5 separate regions of the Mus musculus genome follow, and all the other regions are linked to region 2. Evidence: chromatin contacts called from public promoter capture Hi-C data. All regions are on one chromosome and are shown on one strand. The core of a region is the stretch at or near the end of the contact, and the rest is flanking DNA. Distances in the headings are between cores, read along the strand shown. Region 1 holds the start of Lix1l (Lix1-like). Region 2 holds the start of Tmod4 (tropomodulin 4). Region 3 holds the start of Itga10 (integrin, alpha 10). Region 4 holds the start of Sv2a (synaptic vesicle glycoprotein 2 a). Region 5 holds the start of Pias3 (protein inhibitor of activated STAT 3).

What was found. Promoter capture Hi-C pulls out the DNA fragments that hold promoters and counts their contacts.
Region 1: a promoter capture Hi-C map of neural stem cells shows a contact between it and region 2. The contact joins the promoter of Lix1l here to the promoter of Tmod4 in region 2. A contact is called at or near these places in 2 of 39 promoter capture datasets (liver and neural stem cells) and 1 of 484 Hi-C or Micro-C datasets (B cells).
Region 3: a promoter capture Hi-C map of erythroid cells shows a contact between it and region 2, with 2.2 times the contacts expected there. The contact joins the promoter of Itga10 here to the promoter of Tmod4 in region 2. A contact is called at or near these places in 3 of 39 promoter capture datasets (erythroid cells, hippocampal neurons and pre-B cells) and 1 of 9 other capture datasets (liver).
Region 4: a contact with region 2 is called in a promoter capture Hi-C map of hippocampal neurons, with 5 times the contacts expected there. The contact joins the promoter of Sv2a here to the promoter of Tmod4 in region 2. A contact is called at or near these places in 5 of 39 promoter capture datasets (the C10 cell line, erythroid cells, hippocampal neurons and 2 more), 1 of 115 datasets of contacts at active chromatin or transcription factors (astrocytes) and 2 of 9 other capture datasets (adipose tissue and liver).
Region 5: a contact with region 2 is called in a promoter capture Hi-C map of liver, with 5 times the contacts expected there. The contact joins the promoter of Pias3 here to the promoter of Tmod4 in region 2. A contact is called at or near these places in 2 of 39 promoter capture datasets (liver and pre-B cells) and 1 of 9 other capture datasets (liver).

What each region holds. Positions count from the first base shown.
Region 1 is chr3:96,599,712-96,602,636 of GRCm38.p6, forward strand. It overlaps Lix1l (Lix1-like), which reads left to right and starts at 1,422. Exons shown (of 6, transcript NM_001163170.1): 1 at 1,422-1,762. The coding sequence starts at 1,471. Gm52628 (a long non-coding RNA gene) reads right to left here and starts at 1,388. Exons shown (of 2, transcript XR_003954672.1): 1 at 600-1,388; 2 at 1-506. It overlaps Ankrd34a (ankyrin repeat domain 34A), which reads left to right. Exons shown (of 2, transcript NM_001024851.3): 2 at 1-67.
Region 2 is chr3:95,122,903-95,125,833 of GRCm38.p6, forward strand. It overlaps Tmod4 (tropomodulin 4), which reads left to right and starts at 1,612. Exons shown (of 10, transcript NM_016712.4): 1 at 1,612-1,676; 2 at 2,613-2,775; 3 at 2,918-2,931. The coding sequence starts at 2,653. It overlaps Vps72 (vacuolar protein sorting 72), which reads left to right. Exons shown (of 6, transcript NM_009336.2): 6 at 1-149.
Region 3 is chr3:96,644,107-96,647,307 of GRCm38.p6, forward strand. It overlaps Itga10 (integrin, alpha 10), which reads left to right and starts at 1,478. Exons shown (of 30, transcript NM_001302471.1): 1 at 1,478-1,580; 2 at 2,974-3,085. The coding sequence starts at 1,529. It overlaps Pex11b (peroxisomal biogenesis factor 11 beta), which reads left to right. Exons shown (of 4, transcript NM_011069.3): 4 at 1-1,275.
Region 4 is chr3:96,179,263-96,182,481 of GRCm38.p6, forward strand. Sv2a (synaptic vesicle glycoprotein 2 a) reads left to right here and starts at 1,965. Exons shown (of 13, transcript NM_022030.3): 1 at 1,965-2,041.
Region 5 is chr3:96,695,039-96,698,342 of GRCm38.p6, forward strand. Pias3 (protein inhibitor of activated STAT 3) reads left to right here and starts at 2,038. Exons shown (of 14, transcript NM_001165949.1): 1 at 2,038-2,157. The coding sequence starts at 2,134.

The DNA of each region.
Region 1 (2,925 bases), core at 172-2,671, 1.5 Mb after region 2:
TAGAAGTGGGGAGCAAGCCTAAGTCAGTCCTCTTACCACTTGTCAAATAAATGTGTTCAGAAGTCTGTTTTGTCACTGCTGCCTGAAAGTGTGGGTTGGGGGGGGGGGTGAAGAGAGAGGGCATGGGAGGGTGAGACTTACAGTCACAACTACTCAGGGAGCCAATCTAGAGGCTGCAGCTACTTTCTTTCCAGGAGACCAACTGACCAGTAGTGGTTGTAGAAGAAAAGGCAAATGGGCCCTGTGTTCTGAGGTTTTAAGGCATTTGGTGGGCCTCCCCCCAGCCTCCCCATGCCTGACTTTTAATGATTTAAGATTCTTACTGCCCCTCTTCTCCATAAGCAGATGCTACTTCCTACATCTTGACCACACAGGTTTTGTTGTTGTTTTAAATACAGGGTTTAATTTCATTTCACCAGGTGTGCCTTTATTCATTTTCTTCTAACCTCCATAGTCCCAGGTCTCTTAGCCAACCCTAGGAGAGGGGGTGGGGCTAGTAACTTCACCTAAGGGGAAAAGGAATGGTCAGTCAACAAAAGGGTGTCGCAGCTTGTGTGCATGGATGTCTGCTGGGAACAACTGTTGGAACCCAGACTTACCTGGATCAAGCACCCTTTCCATCTATGTCCTGAATTTCTCTGTTTGATAGGTTTCTGAGTGTATTCTAGCTCACTCTTTCTGTACAGTGATAAACACATTCTACGTTCTCTGACTCCCTTAGTGAGTAGCTGAAGTCAGAAAACCATTCCTGAATGTAAATAGTGAAAAAAGGAAAATATTTGGATTAAAACACTTAATGTCTGAATCTCCCTTGCCATCCAGCCATTTCATGTATCTAATCTTCCTGAGCATCACTTTTCTTGTTTGTAAAATAAAACCTGGTTTGTACTTGGCAGCTATTAAATAAGGCAGTGCACTCAAGTATATGACATAGCATATTCTCACTAAAGTCAGCACTATACTCAGTTTTCACTCCACCACCAATTGTGTATGAACTTAAAGATGAGTCACATCACTTCTCTGAACCGCATCTACATCTAGAAAGTAAAGTGATCAGACAAATGGTCCTTAAGAAACCTCTCCAGCTACAGTTCTATCCAGCCTTGCATCCAGGCCTATTTTCCCTTCAAGCCCCGCCCCAGGGGTCTGGCCGGATTTCTATCGCTTACCACAGGATTCCCAAAGATGCTCCGAAGCTCTCTCTCTTAGACGATTTAGCCTTTTCTTTATTCAATTGGTTCCCGTGCCTCCGCCTTCCTCAATCATTTGCCTAAGGTGGCTCAGGAGCCCACCCCTTTCCTCCCTCTCCACCAGTGATTGGCATGGCATCTGGTTCGTCCCGCCCGCTCTTGACTGACAGCTGGATCCCGGCACCGCCCTCAATCCCCTGGCTCTTGCTCACTGGGGTAGCTGGGACCGTTAGCTCGCCAGGCTGGCAGGCTCCGGGGCCCAGCTCCGCCGGCCACCGGGATGGAGACGATGCGAGCACAGCGGCTGCAGCCCGGTGTAGGCGTCGGTGGGAGAGGCACTTTGCGAGCGCTGCGGCCAGGGGTGACCGGGGCCCCGACTAGCGCCGCCACACCCCCCGTGGGCCCGCCGCCCGCCCCGCCGCCCCCCGCCCCGCCCCCGCCTCCGCTGCTTCTGGCTGGGGCCCCCGGGCTGCCCCTGCCCCCCGGCGCCGCGGGTAGCCCTGCGGTGCTGCGCGAGGCTGTGGAGGCGGTGGTGAGGAGCTTCGCCAAGCACACGCAGGGCTACGGTCGAGGTAAGTGTCGGGAACTGGCCTCCTGCGGGACACCCTCTAGTCAAGAGCCTGGCTCCCACAGCTCCCACTGTCCTCACAGTGGCTCCGCTTGGCGTCCAGCCTTCGCATGCATTTCCTTTTGGGGAGTTTCCTTCTGGACACACACACAAGCGCGCACGCGCGCGTGTACACACACACACACACACACACACACACACACACACACGAGTTATTAATGCATTCTTCAGGGACTCCTGTTTTCAGATGCAATTCTCTTTTCTTCCCAACTTTTTCTCTGTCAGCAGGCTTAAGATTTTAATGTCCTTCTCCCTTTAAGAACCCGCCCCTATTGTGTGGGATCCTCTCCTTTATCTCAGACCCAGGGCATTTCTCATCCTTACCCTTCTCTGTCTTCTCTCTCTGATCTCAGCAATTCCTGTACTCCCATCTCCTGAGCCCTTGTACTTCATCTTCTGAATCTCGACTTTTTAGTTCTTCACATACTTAACTTACCCACCCCACCTCCCACCATGAAATTTCCACCATGACTTCAGATCTGCTGGAGAATTATTAGGTAGTGCTTTCAAAAGTCACTCACAATAATTGTTCCTTTGAATCTGAACCCACACCATTGAGGCCGTGCCAGCTTCCTGTGACTTGGTGCCTCGCTTTAGTGTCTTAGTTTGGAGCCTCACAACTCGGGCCTCTGTCTGTCTGGCGCTGTATTCCTGGCCCTTGCCCAGGAACTGAGGATAAATCTCAGGCCCTGGCTCACTCAATGCTAAATTCTGTGGAAACAAGCCAGGCAACAACCTTATTTTGCTTAGAAATTGCCGGCTTAAAGATGCCTAATTTCTGGGAAGAGGGATGTGAGAATTTTCTTTGTTGTTTTTGTTTAGGCAACGTTAACCAATTTCCTGTCAGAATCCTGGTTCCAAATTCATAGTTTAAACGACAAGGAACACACAGTGAAGGGTGTATGACTCAGACTTTAAGTCTGGAATTTCCAACACATCCCTTCTGTTTCCTTGATCAGGTCCTCCTGGGTCTAAAAGTGACTGCCTCCTTGCTGTTTTCTAGGAGAAAAGTTGCACAGCTCACCCCACCCTCTTTCTTTCTTTCCAGACTGTTGGTTGACCTCCTTCCGCCCCACTCTTTGCTTCCTTTTGGAAGCTTCAGTGAAA
Region 2 (2,931 bases), core at 362-2,861:
ATTTTTTTAATCTAATAAAATGGTAAAATCCTTTTTGTCTGATGTGTAAGGTTGGGGCAGAGGCAGGGGGATTTCTGAGTTCGAGGCCAACCTGGTCTACAGAGTGAGTTCCAGGACAGCCAGGGCTAAACAGACAAATCCTGTCTTGGAAAAAAAAAAAAACAAATAAATAAATAAATAAACCACAAGTTCTTGCTAATTTATCCAGACTAATTTCAGACTCCTGGGCTCAAGCAAGCCTCCCATGTCAACCTTCCAAGCGCTGGGCCTAGAGGGGTAAATCACTGTTCCTGCTCTGTCCTTTTAAGTAGCATGTATTTACTAAGTAGTGGGTGTCATAAAGATGCCTGCACTCATGTCTATCATTTTTATTACACTTACCTGGGTTATCCATATTTAACTCTCTTAGTCTGTCTTAGTCAGGGTTCCTATTCCTGCACAAACATCATGACCAATAAGCAAGTTGAGGAGGAAAAGGTTTATTCAGCTTATACTTTCCACATTGCTGTTAATCACCAAAGGAAGTCAAGCAGGTCAGGGAGCAGGAGCTGATGCAGAGGCCATGGAGGGATGTTACTGGCTTGCTCAGTTTGCTCTCTTACAGAACCCAAGACTACCAGCCCAGAGATGGTCCCACCCACAAGGGGCCTTTCCCCCTTGTTCACTAATTGAGAAAATGCCTTACAGCTGGATCTCATGGAGGCATTTCTTCAACTGAAGCTCCTTTCTCCATGATAACTCCAGCCTGTGTCAAATTGACACATAAAACCAGCCAGTACATAGTCTCTTAAATACCAGAACAAAATCCTTACACTGAGTGTGTGTGTCTCTGTATGTGTCTATGTATACAACCACGTGTCGGGTGGTGCACCTATGCAGAGGCCAGGCAGGGTCATCTGTAATTCCACCTATCCTTTGAGACAGGCTCTCTTTCTGAACCTGGGCTCCTGTTCTCTAGGCTATCAGGAGCCAGCAAGCCCCCAATGTTCCTGTGTCTGCCACCCTGTTATGCTGTTATGTAGGTGCGGGGACCTCACAATTGTGCAGCAGTCTTAACCACCTGAGACCTCTCTCTCTCTCGTTTTTTCAGGACATGGTTTCTCTAGCCCTGGCTGTCCTGGAACTTGTTCTGTAGACCAGGTTGGACCTTGAACTCAGAAATCTGCCTGTCTCTGCCTCCCAAGTGCTACGATTAAAGGCATGTGCCCCCTCTCCCTTTTAAAAAAGTTAAAAAGGAAAAAAAAATTACTACAAGGCTTTGAGCTCACCATGAAGTTCATGCTGCTCTCCGTCTTGTAGCAGTCCTATCTTAGTGTCCCCTGTCAAGGGAATTCAGGTGTGAGGCACAATGGCTGTTACATTGATACATCATCTTCTATTCAGTGCTTTGAGCAGAACTGGTACCCTACCGTAGGAGTCATCTGATTCTCCACTGGAGGACTCTGCTTGCAGGGAAAGAGGACATGTCATGGCTGATACTGGCCACTAGAGGCTCTCAGGGCTGGGCAAGGTATGGGGTCTGTGTATATGTGATCTCCCACCACTCCCCACCTGGCCAGAGCTAAAATAATAAAATGCTGAGCTCACTGTTCCCCCACGCTCTCCCCCGGCACCAGACTCCTCCTGCTGACCGGACAGTGTCCCAGTAGAACAGACGGACCAACTGACAAGGGGAGGTGAGAGGTGACCATTGGGACTGGTAGGTGGGAACAAGGGGTCTTACGGGTGAGAGCCTGGTGGGAGATGGCAGAGTGGGCCTAGGGGAAGAGAGTTGGCATGTCTCTGCTGTGTCCTGCCGCCGATGTTTCTGTCTTGACTCTGTAGCTGCCTTGTCAGTGCCTCACGCTCAGTATCACCTTCCATGTTGAGTGTGGTATGTATTTAGAGCTTGACTGTTTTTCCCACTGAAAGGTGGTGCAAGTTTATCATCCCACCTCCTCATTTAGAAGACTTTTTTTTCTTCTTCTTCTTCTTTTACCCAGGGTTCCAGTGTCACCTTTCTGGTGACAGATTATGGGAACCGAATGCCTTCTGAGGCCACACTGCCCTTCCCCCAATCTGGAAGTGCCCCAGCTTCTAAGCCTTACTTTCCCTTCTGATTTAGACTTTTAGCAAACACAGAAAGTGAGGTCTTGGTCCTTGACAATGAAGGAGGGAGTGAGGGTGTCATTAGAGGCAACCACTCTAACCCAGTCAAGCCTCCTTGCTTACCAGTTTCCAACAGGCCTGGGTAATGGGGAAGAAAGGAGGAATTTTCCTGGAGCTCTCTGCCTCCCCCTCCCACCTTTCAATAGGAACTGGGCGTGGAGCCAGCTGTGCTGGCAGGGCCTCCAGCAGCTGTGTCAGGGCAAGAGACGTTGCCGGGTAAGGTTGTAGGGGAGGGTGCTACCAGGATTTCTCCATCGCACGGTGGGTGGATAGACCCAGCCTGGAGACTAGAATCCCCATCTAGAATGGCTAGAAAGTGCAGGGACTAGGAGGGAAACTAACAGTGAACTATCTGATTTTCCCATCCCTGGCAGACTCTAGTCTCTAAGGTCAGTGTCCTAACTATGGCTGGACTTCTTGTGCCCTCAGTGTCCACATCCAACAACTTTTCTCATGTCCCCCAGGCTGTGAGTGTCACACCGTGGGGAAGGGGTAGGGGCCACCATGTCATCCTATCAGAAGGAACTGGAGAAATACAGAGACATCGACGAAGATGAGATCCTAAGGACCCTGAGCCCTGAAGAGCTAGAACAGCTGGACTGTGAGCTACAAGAAATGGATCCTGAGGTAGGAGCACAGGCCAGGGCATCCCTTTGTATGTGGGAAGGAGTGATTCTAGGTAGCTGAGAACAAGACATGAAATCCCAAAAGGACCAGGGAATATCTGTCTGGAGAGTGCTTAATTTGTTCCCCAAAATTCATCCCTAAGAACATGCTCTTGCC
Region 3 (3,201 bases), core at 228-2,727, 1.5 Mb after region 2:
TGAGGGGAAGAACCTGCCAAAGACGGGTCAGGAAGGCAGTGCTAAGGGAAGGCTCCTGCAGGCCTCTGCAGTTGGGCTTCATTCAGTCCCATTGCCAGAATCTCATAGCTCTTCCCTTTATCTCTCTGTCTTGAGTCTAGTTAAGAATTTGTTACCGTGAGACAGAATTCTCTTTCTTAGCCTCCTGGCCAGATATTTAAAAGGAGGGGGGTGGGTTACTTTTTGGTAGGGGAAGCTTAAGTTATGGATAGCAAAGTGCTAATTGTATTCTTTTTTTCTGAAACCTCATGTAGCATTTTTCTTCCCTTCCACCCTCCATACTTTCCCAGGCTTCATTTCATGCCCGGCGTCTCTTCGCTCACACCGCTGCAGGCTGTTTGAGGCTTCTCCCCTGGGTCTGCCTCAGCAGACTGCCTCCACACTTTCCAGTTTCTGCGTACACGTTGATATTAGAGTTTCCTTCCGCACTTGGCTCTTGCTCTTTCTCTGACTACCCAGGCTGATGCCATGTCTGGCCTCTTCCTGTAAATACTGTACAATGATTCTATGTAAATAACTGGTCCTTGCCCACAGAGCAAGCAAGCCTTCTAGGCTAACAAATTAAAGATCAGTTTGCTCACTGACTTTTTTATTCAATTCAAGATGGCGGGGGTGGGGTGGGGGGACGGATTGCCTGTTTTCACTGTGGTACCTAGGCAGGGCTGAAGCTCTGAGCTCCCCTGCTTTAGGCTTCTGAGTAGCCTACAGTGAGTGTTACTGTGTCCAGCTGCTCGTTGACATCTGGTCTCTCATGGTCTGGTCATTGTAAGCCTTAGCTCTCTGACTGTGGATGGCTTTCCTTGGCGTTAGCAGCTAACATGGTTACAGGATTTCACTGAAAATTTAAATGTTGGGGGAAAGGTGCGGACACACCATAATGGTCCCAATTCAAAACAATCCGTGAACAGCCTCAAGTTAGGGGTGAGATGTTTTCAACCAAAGTAATTATCTTGACACCACAAAGCACACCTGTCTACAGGCAGTGACTCCCCAAAAGCTATTAGACACACACAAGCATGACCATAACTCAGTGGATTGGCAAGGTCACACAGTAGGACTGCCCTTCACACAGTAGGTAGGAAAATGCTGCTGTCACTGCTGTCAGCTGTTATTTTGCATATCCCATGTTAAGATTAATAAGGCAAAAAATATTGTCTCTAAGTCCTACTTTCTGTTCCAAACTGGAGGAAATTATTGAATAAATAAACCGTGCATAAAAGTAGCCTCAGAAAGGGTCAAAATTTGTGTTTTCTTTGAATATTAGCTGAGGCCTCCAGGGGGCAGCACCAAGGTAGAGAGCTGGACTAAGGCTGCTCTGTGTTCCTGTCCTGGGCTCCCCACAGCTCCCTTCCACCACCACTCCCATTCCATCCAACTTTATTTTTAGCTGCCAGTGGGAGGGGGCAGGATAGGAGGGAAAGTAACGAAAACAGCCAAGGAGAGGGACAGAGCGACTCAGAGCCTCTCGGACTGGACCGGACAAGCGCCCATGGAGTCTCTCTCCATCCCTCACCTGCTCCTGCCCCTGGCGTTGCTGACAGGTGAGGGAAGCAAACTTGGTTTCTGCTGGGAATGGAAGTTATGTGGATTGTTTATAATTGGGACCATTATGGCTAAAATTCTTCGGGCGCTCAGGTCGGAGGTTAATACCGATGCTATATTTCCTGTGTGCACTCATGTTCTTAGACACCCAAATGGCAGTGGCCAAAACTTCCTCTGGCTTGTACCTCATTATCTAAACCTTTGTACCTAATTATCTAAAACCTTTGTCCTAAACTCCACAGACATGAGGGCACAGAAAAGAGACGTGTCTCTCATCTTCCATTCGGTTACACTGATTCCTACCTTCCCTGCTTCTCCCTGCCATTGGTGCTCCTTGGTGCCTGAGGCATAATTGCCTTACTATGTGGTCAGAACTCTGGGTTCGCCTAACGACCGAGCTACAGTTTCTGGTCTCATAGCCCTGCCAATTTCCTGGATTAAAAAAAAAAGGCTCACATATAAAATACCTTTTCTGAAAATGAGCACAGTGTGAGTTGAAGTTAGATTTTGGGGGATGGAGGGTTGCTTGGATGCAAAGAGCAAGACAGTAGAGAAGAGAATCATGGGAGGGATAAGAGGCTTGGAATTTTTCCCTGCTAGTGCCCTATAATCTTTGTTTCCTAAAATAACAGCTCTGATTTTATGGGAATTGGGGTCAGGAGAAAGGAATCAGTAGGGCACAGATGGGGACCCCAAGCGTGGACTAAAGTTTGAGGAAACTATGGGAGTAGGCAAGGGGTGTTTGTAAGGTGGATGAGATGAGGAGATTGTGGTGGGGGGGAGTCTTGGGGGTGATAGGACCCTTAACAGGGATAGATGGCAAACTGTGTGTGGGCAGGCCGGTGGTTCCACCCACTTAATTAGCGTTGAGGTTGGCAGGGCTGGAAGGAGCCAGCACTCTCAACCTTGGAGAAAGTGCAAGTGTGACAAGAAGAAACAGAAAGAGGAGACACCCGGGCAGGGAGCTCCTTGCCATCGTTTCTTCCCATGGCCCTGGCTTTGGGAAGAATTAGGAAAGGGTGGTGACTCTGCATCCTCAGAAAAGCCCTCTCTCCCTCTTTGGACTCTCGAGGCTTAGAGAGGAGAATGTGTAGGAGGAATGATGTGGAAAGAGTAACTTGACCTATCCAGATGTGTCTGTGAATGAGATTTCAGGAATGAGAATGGAAATACAGCTGTGCTTCAGCATGGCCGAGGGCCTTAGGATCCCTCACCCCCACCCCACAGGAAGAGAATCATCCAATCATCCCACCTGGGGTTCTGAGGACATGACATTGACACAGAGCAGGAGAGCTGAGATAGAAACACTCCCTCCTGTCTTGTCTCCCACTAAGCCTCACCAGTCCTTCATTAACTGATTGGTGGATGCTAATTATGATCCTCACCCCTCAGGTCTCTGCTCCTCCTTTAATCTGGATGAACACCACCCACGACTCTTCACAGGGCCACCAGAGGCCGAATTTGGATACAGTGTCTTACAGCATGTTGGGGGTGGACAGCGATGGTGAGAGGGAAAACAGAGGACCGTGGGATCGGGACTATGCACTCACTGATAAAGGGGAGGACCGGTCCAAGCTGGCCTTTGAAAGTGCCTGGGGCTCCATGACGTCTCATGCACTC
Region 4 (3,219 bases), core at 715-3,214, 1.1 Mb after region 2:
TTTTAATTTGCTTGCAGTCCTGGGGACTGAATCCTCTTTGTACTTTTCATTTTGATACAGGGTCTAAGATGCCCTTAAACTCATTCTGCAGCCCAGACAAGCATGGAACTTGTCTCAGCCTCCTGCTAGCTGGGACCACAGGCTTATGCTGCCCTTGGCTGATGGGTGATAGATTTCTGCAAAGCTAGGAAATAGTGCAGAGTGTGCAGAAGCACCTGAAAGAGAAGACACAGCTTCCCTCCAGCAAGGCCTGGCTAAACCTAAAATGGGGAATAATGTGTTTAAAAGATGTATTAAACCTTAAGAGGGTTCATCAATGAAAGTCTAGTAAAGGGCTAGTCCCTGGGGCCCATGTGGGCAGAGCTGTTCCAAGTACCATCCTGGAAAGAGTGCTCCAGCCAGCAGACTAAGAGTACTCCTAGAGCATTGGCAAAGCTTCCCCGCTCGTAGAGGTGGGGCAGAGAGTTGTTGCCAGGAGAGTTTTTGGAATCATTGGCCTCCTACTGGGGATGGCCAGATGCCATTAAAGATACAAGTTCTCTCATTCCGTTATGTCATTGGGTGACTTACACTGACATGGTCCTGACTTGGCTTAAGGGGGAGAGTGTACCGGACACAAAAATCTTCAGTCTAGGTGAGAGGTAACTTTTTAGGATAAATTAGTATCTATTATGACTTTCAGTTAATTGTGAACCTTACTGACCCATACATTTCCAAAATCCAGCATTGGGTCCTCCAAAACTTAGGCTCATATCCCTAGCATAGTAAATTCAGATGTCAAATGGCATCTGGGAAATCTCTGAGCACACAGGCTGCCAGCCTTCTGTATTCAGTATCTCCCAGCATCCTAGACCCACACTTAACCGAGCAGTCTCATGGTATTACAGCTAAAAAAGACGCCTCATCCAAAACACTCCATTTTCTAGACAAGAAGCCTGTTGGTTCACAGAGGCAGGGGACTTGGTCAAAACCAACGGTGGAAATCTGGGCTGTGCTTTGGTCAGTGCTTGTTCCAGACAATCCCAAGGTTTTATCTGGAGTAGACTGGTTCAGGTTGTACATCCTTGAAGTGCCTCTGGATCTGTCAGTCCAGGTTACCTGACAATAAAACAGAAAAGATTCAAGAAAAGGAGAACCCAAGCCAGTGTACGTACACACACACAAGAGGAGGTTGTTAATTGATAGGATGTATGTATGTATGTATGTATGTATGTATGTATGTATGTATGTATGTATTTTTGAGTCACTGGAGAGTGTGGTTAGAAAGGGAACTGTCCAGTTGATCAGACAAACTCCTCTAGCACCGCCTCTGCTACCAGCAATTGAATAGAAATGGGGAGGGGGAGGTCCTTGTACATAAACAGTCTGGACTGTTTTTGGAGGAGACAGATGACAGGGGCCCAGTTGTCACTGACTCTGACTATTGAGTACAGAAACCACACCTTGTTATCTCTGAGTCCTCTCACATAGCAAGGTGAACCTGGAGTCCAAGCTGTGGGTTTAGGAGAGGGTTTTTAATTCCAGGGAGCAGTGTGGAAGGGGAGGGAGCTGTTTTTAACGCAGCAAGAACTGCTGGGACTCCTGGGTTCTCTCATCCTAGCTTGGGTGCAAAGGAAGGGGCTACCTCATTCATCACCTGTCTATTTCCTCCACTTACTCCCCTAACCACTGCTAGTGTCTTTAATTCCTGGCATCTTTTGCTAGGGAGGAAGGGGCTGAGAAAGACTGTCATTTCCAGCTGTCACCCTGACAGTCCCCTCCAGTTCCTTCATCTTTTCTTCCTGTGTCCTAAGTCCCCCCCCCCCCCCCCCCGCCCCATCATCTTTTCTTTCGCCACCCCCACCCCCCACAATGGTCTCTCCCGCTGCTCACTGGCGCGGGGGAGGGAGGGTCGGAGGCGGGGCCGGAGCGCGTGCGGGGGGCAGGTCTGCAGTGCCGCTTCCCCTGGTACCGGGAGGAGCAGTCGCCGCTGCCGCCTCAGCCCTGTGGCTGGACCCCCTCCCTCACCCGGGGACTCCCTGACCCGGGGAACCAAGCTCAGGTGAGACCCCTCTCCTCTCACCTCTACCCCGCCCCGGGCAGAAGCATCCTCGTCTAGCCTTGCAGCCATTTTATCTCTGATGCTTTGCTTATGGGGAGGGTGACTGTCCCCGCTGTAGGGGTGAGGGTGGTGGTGGGGGTGATGGTGGTTTGGGGAATGGGCCATTTATTTCAATTGCTTTGAGAATATACTTGAATAAATAAATATATATGTGCAATACACATATATGTATTTGTATGTATATACACACATACATACATATGCGAGGATTTTTTTTCTACCTTAGCTTAAAGTCCCCATTACATAAACCTGGTGAGGGGCTGTTAGGTAAGCTGAGGTTCCCTCAAACTCCATCCTCTCCTCACCTTGATGTACGTCCCTCCCCAACCCCCCTCTCCCCCCCCCCCACCCATGGTAAATGACCTTGGCTGGGGCCATAGAATGAGTACAGCCGCTCTTGCCTGGACTTGGGTGGGTTAGGGGGTAGAGGAATCGGCTTGGTGAAGGATAGAAGGAATGAAACACTGGGCAGACAGACATGGGAAGCAACCAGGTGTTGGGGCTTGGCACTAGAGGCGCTTACTGAGGGGGTCAGGAGAGGGGCGCAGAAGGATGGTGGGAACCTGTCCAGCAGCAGGACCAGGGGTGGGAGCAGCCATGTAATCAGTTCCAGGGCCTCATGCCTGGTACCAGAGCTGAGGCTAGGTGGGGGTTGGGGGTCTCCGCAATCCTGGCAGAGGCGGTCCCTAAGCCTATGCATGTGAAACATTTTCTCTACATCCCTGGCCTCTCCGTGAGCATTTCTCCGTGAGCATTTCTCCGTGTACATTCTCAGCTGACACCTCCCCACCCCCCCAAACTGGATGCTCCCATCTTCCAAACCCAGGGGTAGATTGTAGGGGTGAGGCTCAGTCTTGTCAGTCTTGCGGAGGGGTAAGAGGGTCAGTTATCAAGCTGTGATGTGGGGGTGGGGGGCACTCTGGAATCTTCTCTGCCCCTTGTCCTTTTCAGTGGGAATCTTCTGATCAATGACTGCTTCTTCATGACCTTGTCACTTCTTAATGACCTGGCATGGGATGGGATGGAAACCTGGGTGGCCTCCAAAGCAGGGGCTTTGATTAGGGGGCCCGTCTGGACCTGAGCAGTTTACTTGAAAGGTTTGCTTACGAAGCCCTTTC
Region 5 (3,304 bases), core at 788-3,287, 1.6 Mb after region 2:
ACAATATCAAGTGTAAGAAGAAACAAAACAATATGGTTGGCAATGAGCTCAGCTGGCTGTGCCAACATCCCAGTGCACAAAGTCTGAGGTTCTATCCCCAGAACAGACAAGTACCAGGGCCTGATTAGCATGCGGGGAGCTGCAGATGAGATTTAGGGCCAAGTACTTAAGCCTAAATTTAGCTTGAGGGGCCCATCATTTCAAACAGCAAGCAACAACTCCCTTCCCCAATCCCCAGTGTTAGGAGAGGGTGGTTATTTCCCTAGGAACAAAACCAGGAAGTAGTCAAGTATAATTAACAGGCACTAGAAATATTGTTAGCACTTTATGGCCTGCAGCTTAGGTTGGGGCTCATGGAAAGGATTACACTGAAGGCTTAAACTAAATGAGATTATTCCTAGTATTTACTAGAGCTTTTTATTATTTTGCATGTTTGTTGTACAACTTGCCTCTGATGCCAGACTGAGCTTTCGAATGGTTTTAAGCCCTCAGCACCTAGCAATCCCTGATTGCCACTTTAATATTTACCTCCCCCCTTTACAAATATTTACTGGACAAATGACATTATCCCTGAGGCCCCAAACAACTATAAAATGTGGAGTTTTTACGATAACTAGTATAAGGAACAGTGCCTTAAAGTAGCTATCTTTATAGATATAGAAATGAACTACTCAGCCAGGCAGTGGTGGCTCATGCCTTTAATCCCAGCACTCGGGAGGCAGAGATAGGTGGATTTCTGAGTTCGAGACCAGCCTGGTCTACAGAGTGAGTTCCAGGACAGCCAGGGCTACACAGAGAAACCCTGTCTCGAAAAACAAACAAACAAACAAACAAACAAAGAAATGAACTACTCAAATCGTCAGGTTAAGTGACCAACTTGGTTGAAACAGGGCCCTTTGGAGGGTCCAAAGCTTTGGAGGAGGAAGTAGGCACTTTAAAGAGGGGCAGAAGTGTGTCTTCTGTACCTGTATCTCCTTGTGTTCACCAACTGTGGGATCCCTAGTTACTGAAAGCATATTTGGAGGTTGGGAGATAGAGGGTTATCTGTAGGGATTGGGCTGCTTATTTTCCATTTGTAGCCCAGGTTTTCCCCCAGATAGATGGAGATCTCATCCTATAACCTTTCTAAACAACCAGAGTCCCAATGCACATAGTCCCAGTCCAGCCCAGTCCAGGCTCTACACTCCCTCCCGCAAGGGATCAAAGGACTACTCAAACTTTGAATGCCCAGAATCTCTTCTCTCCTCAGCGCTCAGAGGAGTTAATAACTCCCGCCCGGCTCCTGGGCTCCGCCCCTCTCCCCTCTCCGAGGTCCTGGCGGGCTTACCCTGGAGGGGGCGGCCCCAGCAGCAACGCTTGGCCGGGCGGAGCTCAGGCCCGGGCGGTGCTGCGGCTGCAGCGTCCAGCTGCCCGACTGAACTCCAGCCGTGCAGCAGACTGCCGGAGCTGCGCGAGCCCTTTCTGCACCGGGGCTCACCCCCGCAACTCTGCGGGTAAGTCCTGCTTTCCGCACCCAACTTTGTTGCCTGTCAAGCCTTGAGTCGTATGGCGCTAGCAGGACCTAAGCTTGTAATTGCTGTGTTCGGGGGAGGTGAAGAATTCGGAACAGCCGTCTCCAACAGTTCGCAAGTCCCCAACTTCCCCCAAAAAGGACAGGAGAGCATCACTTTCAGAGTTGGCGGGACTCTGGGATTTCGCTAACTAAACTTGCGGCGGAGATCTCCGGGGGACAGGGGCTCCAACTTCGCCGCCCCTCCCCCATCCCTCGGAGCTCCGGCAGTTCCGGATACTTTCCCTCCATCTTTCAAGTATCCTTGGCTGCCTAAAAGCCCATCCCTTCGGGTCCGCCTTCTCGTCGTTACCCGCAGGGCCCCGAGATCCCCGGGCTGCACACTCCCTGCGGGGCCACCGTGTCTCCCGCCGCCGGGAGACTTGCCCCGGCCATCCGGCTGCAGGAGAAGGGGCGAGGCCGGCGGCGGTCCGGAGCCCGGCGGGCGGGGCCGGGAAGGGGAGGTGTAGGGGGCCGGACGGGGCGGAGCAGGCGGCCTTTGCGGCCGGCGCTGGGGCGGAGAGTTTGCGCCGGTCCCTGGGCCTGAGCTCCGGCTCGGGCTGGGGCGCCTGCGATGTCTCAAGATGGCGGAGCTGGGCGAGTTAAAGGTACCGGCCCCCTCCCCCAGCCCCAGCAGGACTCGCTCGGCTGCCCGCTGAGGCGGGGAGGCGACCAGGCTGGGCGCAGCGGGATGGGGTGGGTGCGGGCGACGTGGCAGGGACTGGCTACAGGGATGCGCGGGCAGCGGCCGCGAAAAGGGGCTGCGGTGGCGCCCCGGGGGCGGGGCCGCAGGGCAGATGCAGGGGTGGGGCGGAGGGGGGAATTGTCGCCCCGGAGGGCCGAGGCACAAGGGGCGGGGACGCGGGGCCGTAGCCGCTTTTAGTAGTAGGTAGTTGCAGGGTACAGGCGGGCGAGGGAAAGCTCCTCTAGAGGCGTAGGGGTGAGTCCATCAGGCCAAGAGGTGTGACAGTGAGGGGGAGCCGTAGGGATGGGACCCGAGGACCAGATGTTATCAAGCTCCCGGGGACCTGAAGCTTAGGCTTGGGGCTGCTGTGGGCATCCGAGCCTTGGGCAGTACCGATAGGGGGGCTGAGACGTAAGGGGGCGGGGCTGTACAGGAGCGTACCTTAAGAGATGAGGCAGGAGCATCCTGGAGGCTTAGAGTAAGGAACTGTCCTAATGAGGTCCTGTGGTTGGAGAGGTAGAGAAGTGTGAACCACTGGATAGAAAAAAAGTTATTGAGCCAGTGGAGAAATAAAAACAAGTAGGAGGAGCCAAGGATGGAAAGGTAGAGAGAAGGACAAGGTTTTCATCACATTCCTGAAAAGGAGACCAGGAGGAAAAGAACTTGGGAGAGCTAATGGTCCACCCGTGACTAGGTCTTCTAGACATTCACAGAAGGGAGCCCTAGAAGGAGAGAGATCTTGCCCCACCACAACACAGTCTCCAAGGAACCACACCAGAAGATATCCTACAGAACCTTAGACCTTCATTCCCCCATCTTCTGGCTTCGCCCCATCCTTGTCCCGAGTAAGCCTGAGTTCTAGCCATTGGGCCATCCACGTTTAAGAGCTGACTTCTGTGCTTTGGTTCACAGACCCCATTCTCATTCTCTTGGGGTCTCTGTTGAGAAGTTTGCCTTGGTTCCCACCCTGGTGGCTATCTATGAATATACCATGTATGAGAGAAAGAAGGAAGATGGTAGTTCTGGACTGTTTGGTTTCAGACCCCAGGACAAGGGGGCTGAGGTGCATA